Linked DNA regions of Mus musculus: regions 1 and 3 are each linked to region 2. A link is a contact called in public ChIA-PET and HiChIP or PLAC-seq data. All regions are on one chromosome and are shown on one strand. Each heading gives the region's core, a stretch centred on a gene start, on an enhancer-like site or on the middle of the called end of the contact. The rest is flanking DNA. Distances are from core to core; before and after follow the strand shown. Region 1 has its middle 73 kb from the start of Gm37004. Region 2 has its middle 51 kb from the start of Gm35813. Region 3 has its middle 12 kb from the start of Gm37004.

Region 1 (4,539 bases), core at 691-3,190, 140 kb before region 2:
GTCTTCTTGACATTTTTTAGAAAAGTTCACCTAAAATAAAATTAAATAAATAATAAGTCTGTGGTAGATGGCTCAGTAGGTGATATGCTTCCTGAAGTCCTATAAGGCCCTGAGTTCCGATCTCCTGCATCTATAGGAATCCAGGTGAGGTATCCCTACAAACAGACAGGAGTCAGAGACAGGGGAATCCCCAGAAGCTCTTAGGACATTATCCTGGCATAGGCAGCATTGAATAAGAGAATCTATTTCGCATAAAGATGAAGGTGAGAACTGACACGCAGGTTGTCCTATGTGTTGCACACACCCACACATGATGATCTGGACAAGGGCATGAGCACGCACAAACCCAGAAAGATAAAAAGATAAAGAAAAATAAAGGAGTTTATGATTTCTATGGTTCTTTCTCAACATGGGCTTTGCTAATCTGCAAGTTCCAGAATGCACTGGATAGATACACGATGATCATCTGTTGAAGATGCTTTCAATAATAGATTGAAACCATAGGAATAGGTCATTGCAAGTTCCCAGTATGACAGTTCAGTGCTGAGAAGCCGTGACTGACTGTGTGGGTTATTTTTATTTTTGTTGTACACTGTGCTCTTATGCATATATTCACAGTGGAATGACCCTAGCACTCAAGTCAATTAGCATATCTATCCTCTCACATTAATATGAGCTTGAAAACACATAGCAAGAATAGGTGGGTTTTACTTTTAGGAAATTTCTAGAATACCATTACAATATTACTATTATCATCATCCTCTACATTAGATCTTTAAATAGATTATGTTTTGATGCTAATAGTACATGGTAAACATTACACAGCTTACATGTTACTGACAAACTTGTGACATATGCTTAGTGTTATATGTGATTTGATATATCTGAAACATTTCTGCACAAGCTAATACAGTTCGTAGAAGGAGGAATTATATTTAAACATTTTTATTTTTTCAGTTGAAATATTCATATAATAGAGATGTAGTTAGTGAAAATTAAAATGCTTCTTGAGAACTCTTTTTCAGTGCACCAAATTAAAAATAGCTCCATAGGGTTCATAGAACTACGAGTGCCCTCAGTTGGTAGTAAATAGAAACCTAAGAATCTTAACTTTCTTCTGATTATTAAACTCTTGTTGAAAAGTAAATTAAATGTTGGTAGCAGACAGGGGCCAAGATCAACAAAGGCCTGCATAGTTCTAGTCCAATGGGAGAGTCTAGACTAGTGTAATAATCACAAGAACACATGTGTCAGTTATATGGCACCATCTAGATTAGAATGAATTCAGTGGATAAAGTTTGACACGCAAACTTTATATGCCCCAGTACAGGGGAACGCCAGGGCCAAAAAGGGGGAGTGGGTGGGTAGGGGAGTGGGGGTGGGTGGCTATGGGGGACTTTTGGTATAGCATTGGAAATGTAAATGAGCTAAATACCTAATAAAAAATGGAAAAGAAAAAAAGTTTAGAGAAGAATGCACAACATTATATAAGGAAGAACGGGTACAGACTTTCAATTCACACAGAGGGGCTGGAATCTAGACTGCTATTTTTAAGCTATATGAGACTTTTTGTTTTTAACGACTCTAGGCATTTTCTGTGTTATAACCTGCTCCTGATATTATAAAAATCAAGCAAGGTCATATGTGTTAATAATTCAGAACATTGCATCACACCAAACAACTAACTTTTGTCACCAATTTTGTTACTAATTACAAACTAATTGTAATGTTTTAAAATTGTTTTTTGTCAGCAAAAGGCTTCATGGGTGGAAGAGGAAGCTGTAAATGCAGGCTTAGCATTCATGAACGCTCTGGATTTGATCCCTAGCAGCCCATGAACTGGGGGGTGCGGTGGTACCCATGAGCTCTTAGGGAGTAGAGTCAAGAAAATCAATGCTTCAAAATCACCTCTGAGAAACTCCACCCAGCAGCTGACTCAGAAAGATACAGAGAAACCTACAGCCAAACAGTGAATGGAGCTTGGGGACTCTTGTGGAGAATAGAAGGAACGATTGGGGGCCCTAAAAGAGGATAAAACTCTATAGGAAGACCAACAGAATCAACTAGCCTGGACCCTTGGGCTCTAAGAGTTTGAACCACTAACCAAAGAACATACATGGGCTGGATCTAGGCCTCCCTCTGGAACAACTGGAGCGGGATCTATCCCAAAAGCTGCTGCCTGTCTGTGAGATAATGTTCTTCTATCTGGGCTGCCTCCTTGCAGAGACTTGAAGTGCCAGAGTGGGAGGAGGATTGGGGGAGGGGAACCTACCTGCTCAGAGGAAAATAGGAAGGGAAATGAGGGAAGGACTGTGGGAGGGTATGCCAGGGAGTGGGGCAGTGAGTGAGATGTAAGGTGATTAAGTTGAAAAAAATAAAATAGCTTTTAAAAAACGAAAATAAAACATGACAACAAAAGTTTTAAGGGAAGATGTTTCGGTTGGGTATTGAAGGATGAGACTTTGGATAAAAGAGAGACACGGGAGAGAAGCTTTCCAGGCAGACAATGAGCAGGAGAGAGCGAAGGTGGGCACACAATGACACCTGTGAACAAGGGAGAGGCTTCTCATCAAGCGGGCAGCAACCGGAGCAGGAATTTGTACCATAAAATGGGTTCCGATGGCCAGAAGCTGTGCGAGCCAAAGGTTTTGACAGTGGAGAATGCTCATTTGCTTCGCCCTCCATGTATGCGCTCCAGCATAAATTTTAACGGTTGTACTGTGAACGGAATGCTTTTGTGTTAGGATTTTACCTGAACTGTAGTCACAGTGTCTTGAGTACTATAAGCAATGACCATATTGACACTTATACAATTTATTTAATGATCTTAAATCAATCCTCTCCTGATCTCTTTCTACTTTATTTTCTGTTATACACGTTGGTATTAATAGCTGTTTGTGGATGGCCATTCCTTTATAAATAAAACGCGAATATGACGAAAAAAAGAAGGCCACTAAGTCCTCAGGAATTTTTAAGATTAAAATTCCATGGAAGAGCAACAGAAAGTACATTTTAGAAGTTTTAGCATTAAATAAATTTTTTTCTTTTAGAATTAAAAAATTACAAACTTTATTTCAAAAACCTTGCTGCATCAGCAACAACAATAAAACCACACATACACACACACACACACACACACACACACACACACACACACACACACACTCCAAAATTAACCAGACCAGGGTCCACACACCTCAATGAGTGGTCATTATACAGTTAGTCATTTGGAAAGGAAGCTGTGTGGCTATACATTGGATTTTATGATGAATATATTTTATGCAGTTTTCTGCCACCCAAACTAAAAACCTAGGAGATTTAAAACTAGGCAAACAACTAGATTTTTTTTTGTCCTTTTTCATAACATATCCATCACCAGTATCCAGTCCACATCCCCTAATTTTTAATCTTTCTTGTCCTTTTCTACATTGCACTGGAGCTATATGAACAGTTGTTTACATATATACACCAGTTATTGGCTAAATTTCACATATAAGAAAGAACATACTTTTTTTTTTTTTGCTTTCTGAGACTGTATATATTAATACCATACATTCTAAGTCCATCCATTTTTGTTTTTCATTATGGTATAAATGCTGACTTTACTTTCAGTATAGTCTCTGAGAAAATACCAGATTTTAATGTAAGAATTAATTATAATACATATTGATTTAGAATATCTATATCAAAACTTTGGTCCAAGTTCATAAATAAGAAAATTTCTGCCTTTGAGCAGTTAAAATACCAGTTTTGGGAACTTAGCATTAAGTTTAGTATATATAAAAAAATCAGCCAGCAATTTGAACTGTAGAATAACCCAGTATAACATATTGTGAAAATGTAAATAGGATGTGTTTTTTTAAATACCCTATTTAACTTTAAGTGAAATCAATTTTCTAGCTACCTGTTTGGTAGGCTGGCTTTCTTGTCCTTAAGAGTCAATAGTGACCTGTATTTCTTAACTTGACTATTATGCTCTAAGAAAAGTATCTTTGAAAAAAAAAAGCCATTATGCTTTAGAAATAGCTATTTGAGGAGTTTATAGGGTTTTCCAGATGTCTGATTGAAGCTGTCTGATTCTTATGTAGATTATCTCCAAAACACAACATTTGGTTTGCAGAATTGTGGTTCACAGGAAAATGGCTGCCTAGCAGAGGCAGCAGAATAATTATGATATCATTAGAAATATTTAAATATAAATAACATTCTATATTCGTCCTTGTCTCCTGTCTAGGTTTTGACAGGAGGAGCCAGTTTTGATGGGATTCCTGTGGCCCCGTAGATTTTTATCCTGTTATCCAATTTTCCGCTGCACTGATCTCCTTCTGTCAAACTGACTGCCAGCCAGCCTTCCGTTCTCCCGAGAGGAGGAACAAGGCTTTGTATTATAGTGGACAGAAGAAAGAGAACAAACACCCGATTTTCTCCCTCTGAGAGCTGTGCTCCCTCATTTAATAGAAAATTCCATTGTCTGAGAGTTGAGGAGAATGGGGAGAGGCATCTGAGAAGACTTGAGCTTTTCATGCCGCAGAACAAGAT
Region 2 (4,609 bases), core at 1,428-3,927:
CAAGAAGCGTTTATAGAGTTGGAAGTATGTGAAATGGGCAACTGAACAGAGTAGGGGGGCAAATAAAACTACCCATTAGATGTACAGAGCTGCAGAAGTGGCTCCGTTGGTAAAGTTCTGGCTTGGCAAGGCTCTCAACCAAAGTTGGGATTCCCCAGGATCCCTGAGCACCACACAGGAGTCTGTGATCTAAGCTTACAAACCAGCCATCTTGGTGTTGGTAGCAGTAAGAAACCCTGACATAAACAAAGTGAAAGACAAGACTGACACCCAGAGACAGTCCTCTGAGTGCTACACACATGCTGTGGGACACACACACACACACACACACACACACACACTCATTCTTGCACACCACCTCAAACAAAGAAGATGTCCACAATATTTCTATGAAGAAAGGGGCACAAGAGATCACAGGAAGATTAACTCAAGCCAGCAGGCAGGAAGTGAGAGGACTCATGGTCTTTTGGAGAAACTAGAACTTTCCTTCATTTGACTGGGACTATCTAGCTATTTGGCCCATTGATCTTCATCTTGAACACATATCTTATTCTACCTAAAGAAAGATGAGAGGAAACAAGTCAGTTGGTGAACTCACTGCCACAAGGGTAGTCATGTCCAGCAGAGAAAATGTGTCATTAGCCTTAGATGAAGGTGGCATGGGCTAATCCCCCTGTTGACCTATAGTTGACAGGGTATAGAATGATATTATAGGCTTCCAATATTGGGAGAACTTTTGTACTGTACTTAGATTACAATACACTGACTGATACATAGGATATATCCAATCAAATTATCTGTTACTGTATGTATAATGCAGTATTGTTCAATGCAAATAAGAAAAAGTAACACACAAAAAAGGAAATATAGAGGAGAAACTGTTAGAATTATTATTTCACCTCAAGATAGTAGGAGAGCTCCCTCTTATATTTTACAATTGTAAAGTAAAATAGAACTGCAAAGACTTTGTGTTTCAGGGGTCAGCCCATTACTTGCCAGACCCTGAAGAGGGGTCCAGGAGAGCAATGCTCACAGTGGGCTGACTCCAGATAGTGGCGTGGCATTTTATCATCGCTAAGCACTTTTCATCTCACCCATGCTGTCTGAGATCTCCCAGGCAGACAGGAGTATCGACTGAGTATGAGGAATCATTCTGTTCCCTTGGGTTCTGGCTAAATCTGTTCAGACAGGACAAGGCAAGATTACAAACACAATCCCGTTTATGGAGGTTTCATCTTGAATTAAGAGTATCAATGGTTAACAAATGAAAACTACTATTCTAATGAGAAAAAAATGCATAGGAAATGACTAGATCCTTATTGAGATATAGCAGAGGCTAATGCCAGAGGTTAATTTCTGTCTCTCCCATTTAAGCTTCCTAACTAGCTCAGTCTTATCCATATACCAATAGCAATAACAGTACCATATGCAGTCTCTCTGTCTGTGTCTGTGTCTGTGTCTGTGTCTGTGTCTGTGTCTGTGTCTGTGTCTGTGTCTCTGTCTGTGTCTGTGTCTGTGTCTGTGTCTGTGTCTGTGTCTGTGTCTGTGTCTGTGTCTGTGTCTCTGTCTGTGTCTGTGTCTGTGTCTGTGTCTGTGTCTGTGTCTGTTTGTGTGTCTGTATCTGTGTCTGTGTCTGTGTCTGTGTCTGTGTCTGTGTCTGTGTCTCTGTCTGTGTCTGTGTCTGTGTCTGTGTCTGTGTCTGTGTCTCTGTCTGTGTCTGTGTCTGTGTCTGTGTCTGTGTCTGTGTCTGTCTGTGTCTGTGTCTCTGTCTGTGTCTGTGTCTCTGTCTGTGTCTGTGTCTGTGTCTGTTTGTGTGTCTGTGTCTGTGTCTGTGTCTGTGTCTGTTTGTGTGTCTGTGTCTGTGTCTCTGTCTGTGTCTGTTTGTGTGTCTCTGTCTGTGTCTGTGTCTGTGTGTGTCTGTGTCTGTGTGTGTCTGTGTCTGTGTCTGTGTCTGTGTGTGTCTGTGTCTGTGTGTGTGTCTGTGTGTGTCTGTGTCTGTGTGTGTGTCTGTGTGTGTGTGTGTGTGTCTGTCTGTGTCTGTGTCTGTGTCTGTGTGTATGTGTGTGTGTGTCTGTGTCTGTGTGTGTGTCTGTGTCTGTGTGTGTGTCTGTGTGTGTGTGTGTCTGTCTGTGTCTGTGTCTGTGTGTGTGTCTGTGTCTGTGTGTGTGTCTGTGTCTGTCTGTCTCTCTCTCCTCTCTCTCTCTCTCTCTCTCTCTCTCACACACACACACACACACACACATGTTAAACTAAATTAAACTTAAAAATGATATAAAAATAGCATGAATGGTGACTGAAAAAGCCTTTATTCCAAGATAATATTGTGCCCTGCCACATGTGATCCAGGCTGTCCAAGGTTCCTGTTGCAAAGAAACAAGCTCATAGCCATTCTGCTCCTCCCAGTGATAGCAAAAGAGAAATGAAAGTTTCTCTCTCAGCACCTTGGATCGTGTTCACAGAAGAGTAAACCCGTAAGAGTAGTGACTGCCAAACAAACAAAGAAAGTGAAGGTTCTGGAGTCCAGCAGTGCATGAAGGCACAACAGCACCATGGTCATTAGCCCTCCACACACGCTTCTCCTTTTGTGGCTCTTGTTTCATCTTCCAGTTTGCATCATCGTTCCAAATGGCAACCAGAGCTTCGATCGTCACATCTGCAGCCCAAACCTCAGGAAGAAAAACCAAAAAGCTACATACCCCTGACTTTACACGGGCTAGGCAGAAGTCAAATTCTCACAGGCTAGGACTTCGTCATTTTGTCCTACCTAACTACAAAGGACAAATGCAATCTTTTGGTTGCTGGCTTATGCATTCTGGATAGAAATTTGTTTCTGAAGAAGAAATAGAAAAGGCATTCTGAAGGGCTTCAGCAGCTCCTAGCCCTTCGTCACAGCCAGGGGGAGGGTAAGGATTTACAGCTGAGCACAGATACGTAGCCTTGAACTTCTCCAGTGGTGATCCCAGGTCCACGGGTAAGCTTTCCACTTCCTCTACGTGCCAACCACTTTCACTGCTTTAATTATTTTAGAATAAAACAATTGCAGAAGATTTTTCAAAATGTAAAGCAGAGAAGCGGAGATTGTGTGCTTTATAAATCAATAGCCCCTTTGTGCCAAATAGCCATTCTGTAATGGGATTTTTCTCCAGACTTCTCAGAGCATTTGGCCTGGCAAGGTTGACCCTTGTTGACCCTTGATAAGTTATAAACTGGCTCATTCATCTTAAAGAGAAAAAGTGTTATTCATTCTCTTACAGGAAATCCTCCATGCATTTAACTTTAAATGCACTGGATTTTCAAAAGGCTGTTTTTACACATAGAATTCTGTTGCCATATATTCAGAGTATTAACAAACAACAATACATATTAATGAATGCTGTAAAATACCCTTGCATAATTGTTTTCCTAAATATTTATTTACAAATACTAGAAACTAAGCTTAATTCTTCATAGGCAAATAAATCTAAGCAAACATTATTTTTGGTTTGGTTTGGTTTTGTTCTATACTCTGAAATTAAGAAATACATTGTAGAATTTTCCTAAAAGATGTTTGGCACCCAGAAGAAATAATCCACACATACAAATTGTTCCGAATGACTTTGAAGTGTTTTTATTTTAGCTGGCCTGCATCAATCTCTGCAAATTATTAGGAGGAATAATTGATTGACTTTAATCGGATTTGTCATTGTTAATGCTTTCAGGTGAGCCAGTATTTAAAGACTGTGTATGAATAAGTGAGATGTGTTTGGAAAGAGAAGCATATGACCACGAGCAGCAGTGTGTCCGGTGACGTCCGCTTGTAACGTTGCTAAAAACAAAAATAAAACAAACTATTTACTTCCTGTCAAGTTAGAAATAAAATGGTAATCATGGATGAAATGCAAAATAAAGCAAGCTCTCCAGTCTATTGATTAAAACACCGGGGGCGGACAGGGATCATTTTGACTACTCGTTGTAAAAGGTCCAAGGATGAAGAAGACATGAATCAATGCCCTACAATTGAAATCATGTTGTCAGAGAAACTCAGAGGACAAGTGACAGTGAAGCAAGTCCCTAAGAATAAAGAGATGGGAGAAACTAGGAATCAGAAGTCAAAGCACTCCCTAGACATACGGCCCCTTTCCCCCAAAGGCATGGCTGCCCTCCCCTACCCTCTCACAAAGAGCTGTTCTGGGGCAGCCTTACTCTTCCATGATCCTACTTAGACTCAGTTTGTACTTCCTTTTCAAATGACAAGTATTTAATTCTTCAGACACCCTTTTAACCTGATCTAGATTATATGTATATGTACATATATAGAGAGAGAGAGATATTAGAAGCTTAGATATTCTATAAAATCATACATGTAGCTTAATGAATTCACATATTCTAGAACAGTCTTACTGTACACTTAGGATTATCTAAAGTCTCAAGATGAAATCAAATGTGATGCTACCAGATTCTTGTGGACCAGGAGAACAAGTCCCACATTTTGGGGGTACTTATCTATTCTTTAAAATATTGAAATAATCAATAGATATTCGATTGAAAATGCAAAGAGTGACCCTGGTAGTTTGCACAGATCTAACTCAGAACCGTTCAGATGTTTCTTGGGTTAAAAGAACGTGTTTTC
Region 3 (4,090 bases), core at 617-3,116, 220 kb before region 2:
TTTCTGTTTCTCTGGAAAAAGTGAAGCTTCAATCTTTGTCATTTTATAATAAATGTACACTTATATAAAAATATTCCATATGCTTCTTCCTATGGAAAACTGCCAGTGAGATTTTATTGTCTTAAAACTGCCACAGGTGGCGATTTCTTTTAATCATGCAGATATTCTAGATTTAAAATACATTTAGTCTTGAATACCTAATGCATTCATATAATTTAAGCTATAGTGTATCTCTTTTCATCTTTGCCTTCCAACTCATTTAGACCCCTGGGTCTTTCCTGTCATGGTACACATGTACATTATATATGATCTATAGAAGTGATAAACTGGAAAACACATCATTCCATGTAACTGCTTTTCCTCCAATAACTAACAGAGATGGTTCTGTATTAACCATAAAGGCCAGCTTGGTGCCTTACTCTATGAATATACCATGCTTTATGTAAAGAGCTCTACTTACCAACAATGACGGTATTCAAACAACCATATGATCTTGTGTTCATATCTGTAGACACACAGGCAAACATTCCTGCAGGTTCTAAGTTGTGAGATAAGTCCTTACAAATTCAGCTGTATTTTAAAATCCAGACATTTGTTATGTCGATTGTAAAATTATCATATCTATAGAAATACACCATGCAAATGATTCAAAATAACATCTTCATTTTAACTGGTATTAGCCATGGGTTTTCTGCATTTCCTTTTTTATGATCTGGAAATTATATGTATATGTAGTTTTGTTTTTTATATTCTTCTTTTCTCTCCCTGTTTTCTTTTTCATTTTTCTCCTGTTTTCTTTTTTCTATCCCTCTTTCTTCTTTCCTTTCCTCTTCTTCCAGATTACTTTCCTATTAATGATCAGGTTGAGAGCTATGTAACCACTAGATGGTGGTACAAGCACACAGGGAGAAATATTTTGTAAACAGACTAGGTATTAGTTTTGATTTCCTGCTTAGTTTTTAAATTGCTGTACACTTGGGCCCTCAAATGCCTCCTAAGGGACATCACTGTGGTCGCTGCTTAGTAGTTGAGCCAACATAACACTGATGTTGGGCTTTTATAGCAGCTGCCGTGGACCACTTTATGTTGATGGTGAGACTGTTTTTAGAATGCTCATTGCTTGCACGGATTAACTCTTCAGTAGGCATCTGTTAGGTTTCCTGAGTGATTTTAAGTGCTTGCTTATATTCTTGACTGATTTACAGAACCTACGATGTTGCAGTTGAGACCACTTAGAATTTATAATCTTGCTTTATTTAGTTGACTGAATTTTATGAAGAAATAGTAGTTCCCTAGCGATCTCCTACAATGACAAAAGGCAGCTACTTACTCTGGTTAGCCCGATCCACTGCAGTTCAGAGATTCATACAAACCTGTATCATCCATCATCATCTCAATGTATAAAATGTATTTTTAATATCTTGGAATTTGTGACAAAAGTACTTTTCTATGCGTGCACTGCATAATTTTTGATTTTGGGAAGTATATGTTTTCTCTGTGGGGAATGCATGGAAATCTGGGCTGTGAATGTTTGTATCAGTAAATTCTTCTTAAATCACAGAAGAAAAGAATCCTGTGACATTGAAGGGCATTTGCTTATAGAGCTACATGCTAAGCTTAGCATTTTAAACTCTTGAAAACCAGCTAAATGCAAGGCTGTGTGCTCAGCCCCTCTCCCCCACGCTCCACACCCCACTCTGCAAATGTTCTGTGCAGACAGGGTGTGGATTCCTTCTCCTGTTTGGCGGTGTCTCTATGTGGTTTGTGGGGATGGCTATATGATTCTTTCTTGCTCTGCGACAGCATGTTCCTGTCAATTGTCAAGTGCATGTGTTTTCCTGAGAGGCGCTCTTGCAAGCAAGTTCCCGCTTAAAAGCTTCTATGAGTCATTTCTTTGGGGACCAGTGTTGAGGCATATCACCCCATTTGCATCAGGGTTGCCTGACTTAGTAAAAAAGAAAAAAAGAAAGATTAACATTTTAGCTAAACTATCTGAAAGGTTTGGATAGTAATAAGGCTTTCTTACCACTTAATATGCCCTGGTGAAACTCTATGATCTGCTATGTAGTAACATTGTTAAACTGTTACACCTGGAAGGCTTCATTTAAGACATTTGCTGTCTAACTAAAAGGAGATGGTTTCTTGTTATTCATTCACACATAAGGGAAGGCAAAAATAATCACCGACTTGCATTCAACAAAACACGGAGTTAAGAGAAGCAGTCCCTAAGATGATGAGCCCATTGGCACCCTGCTCCATGAGGTAGAATCTACTGCAGCTGCGTCCTCAGTTTTATTAGGAAAGATAGCCCATTTTGTGATCTACGACGTTTAAATCAATTGAACTGTAGTGAAATCTCTCCCCTGAAATGGCTATTACACAGCTTGCAACCTTTTGTTCAAGAGATTAAGTTTGCATCTCCTCACATTATCTCCTTGTAATTGGAAAACTTTCATTTTGACGCAGAAAATGTGCCAGCGTCCCCGAGAGCCTTGCCACAAGCCAATGCAGAATGCCATCTGGAGGGTCCGTGCCCACATCAGGCGGCAGCCTCCTGTCGGGCAGGATCTGGAACTTTGCAACGAACAACTAATAACATCTTAAGCTCCATTTGTCTAGCTCATGAGTGCTCTTGGCAGAGGTCATAACCAGCAGTGGTTTTCTTGATTTGCTGCATCAAATGTAATTAGGTTAAAGCACTCACTGACAGAGCCTCTGATAATGGCATGAAAGCCTCAGGCTTGAATTTACCCATCCAGTCAAATTTAAGTTTAGAGCAGCAAAGATGTATTAATTTCATCACTGGGACAATGAATATTGGTAAACTTGAAAGGTATTTATTTGGAACAAAGCAGTTTTCCTTCCTTTGGATTTCATACGTCTTTGGTTTCTGTTTTAAAGTTGAATTGAATCAATGCATGTTCTGGTTCCTAGCTTCTGATAAAGTCGCTGATGTCCCCTGCTAGGAGACATAGTCTCATGTGCACACAAACCACACATCTGAACCATTGGTCATACTGTGTAAAATGATAAGATATCTTCAGCGTGTTACTCTGCATAACTGAATTCTGACAGTTGTTATTCATAAAGACAGAAACGACACCGTGGTTGACCTTTTAACCCTTGCCTGTTGAAAAACTCCAGGGTAGCAGAGGTCTCTTCATAAATGAGTCAGGTCGTGGCTGTGAGTAAAACAGAGAACCATTGCTGAGGGTTAAATTTAGGGCAAGCTCGGGCCCAGAGCATGAGACAGACGTTAGCTATTATTAAGGGTATACAAAAAGAGTTTCTGCTCTCTGCTAGAGAAAGAGAGAGCTGGAGTGTGGTCTCAGCCAGAAGGCAGAGGTTCCTGGCATGGCTGCAATGTTAATGATCCTCACAAGGCTTTAAGAATCAGCAGTGGAGTTAGGATGTGACATAAAAGACAGTCTCAGGAGGGCTGAATTTTTCAAACTGACTTCCACATTTCTTCTCCTGTCCCTGTCTCTTAGAAATACTGGCACTACTGGAGCCAGTGGAGGAGCACAACTGAAATCTCTCAGGAACAGCAGTGATTCCCGTTGACTTTGTACCTCATTGGGGGATGGGGTGTTAGTTTGAATGTTTCAGGTGGTTCTCCTTCTGATAAAAGCAATAGGCATGTGTGAGGATGAGGTTAAGTAAGTGTTTATTTGAGGATTTAATATTGCACACGCTGATGGAGTACAGCAATTACCGTGCTGTGATTTTCATATTCATATGTGCCATATTTATTTGTTGTTTACCTCTCTGCATAATGGAAATGCCATGAAAATCTGTTCCTTCTACTGCTTTAATTTTAAATGAAGCTAAATGTTATGTATAATTTTAAGTTACAGATTGCTAATTTCATTCTGTTTTAAATACTCTACACATAAGAAGCTCTTAGGCTCCTGCAGGAGTCCCTGCTTTGAGCAGAATCAAAGCATAATTCTCTCAGTAATTATATAATAGGTAGGTAGTTAATAGATTAAACATGAGCCCGAGACATCATCACATCGACAGTCTATTTCAAACCATATAGTTACCTGTGCTGTTCATATGTATATGACTCTCTGTAAATAGAATGTGT

The links. ChIA-PET counts read pairs in DNA pulled down with a chosen protein or histone mark. HiChIP or PLAC-seq counts read pairs in DNA pulled down with a chosen protein or histone mark.
Region 1: an RNA polymerase II ChIA-PET map of memory CD8 T cells shows a contact between it and region 2, with 8 read pairs. The contact joins two enhancer-like sites. A contact is called at or near these places in 3 of 484 Hi-C or Micro-C datasets (the HPC-7 cell line, bone marrow-derived dendritic cells and nephron progenitors) and 1 of 115 datasets of contacts at active chromatin or transcription factors (memory CD8 T cells).
Region 3: a BATF HiChIP or PLAC-seq map of CD8 T cells shows a contact between it and region 2, with 10 read pairs. The contact joins two enhancer-like sites. A contact is called at or near these places in 2 of 39 promoter capture datasets (the C10 cell line and the HPC-7 cell line), 4 of 15 datasets of contacts at CTCF or cohesin (CD8 T cells, the G1E-ER4 cell line, large pre-B cells and 1 more), 18 of 484 Hi-C or Micro-C datasets (B cells, the C2C12 cell line, CD4 T cells and 12 more) and 5 of 115 datasets of contacts at active chromatin or transcription factors (CD8 T cells, the SCID.adh cell line, bone marrow-derived macrophages and 2 more).

The regions. Positions count from the first base shown.
Region 1 is chr2:79,043,746-79,048,284 of GRCm38.p6, forward strand. No RefSeq gene overlaps it. Among named protein-coding and RNA genes, the nearest start is that of Gm37004, 73 kb to the left of the region's middle. Within about 2 kb of position 1,941, at least 4 of the 459 cell types and tissues checked have an H3K27ac peak or open chromatin away from gene starts, as enhancers often do. A contact at or near this core is called in memory CD8 T cells, where this site is marked.
Region 2 is chr2:79,178,439-79,183,047 of GRCm38.p6, forward strand. No RefSeq gene overlaps it. Among named protein-coding and RNA genes, the nearest start is that of Gm35813, 51 kb to the right of the region's middle. Within about 2 kb of position 2,678, at least 59 of the 459 cell types and tissues checked have an H3K27ac peak or open chromatin away from gene starts, as enhancers often do. A contact at or near this core is called in CD8 T cells, the SCID.adh cell line, memory CD8 T cells and 2 more, where this site is marked.
Region 3 is chr2:78,958,680-78,962,769 of GRCm38.p6, forward strand. No RefSeq gene overlaps it. Among named protein-coding and RNA genes, the nearest start is that of Gm37004, 12 kb to the right of the region's middle. Within about 2 kb of position 1,867, at least 51 of the 459 cell types and tissues checked have an H3K27ac peak or open chromatin away from gene starts, as enhancers often do. A contact at or near this core is called in CD8 T cells, the SCID.adh cell line, pro-B cells and 1 more, where this site is marked.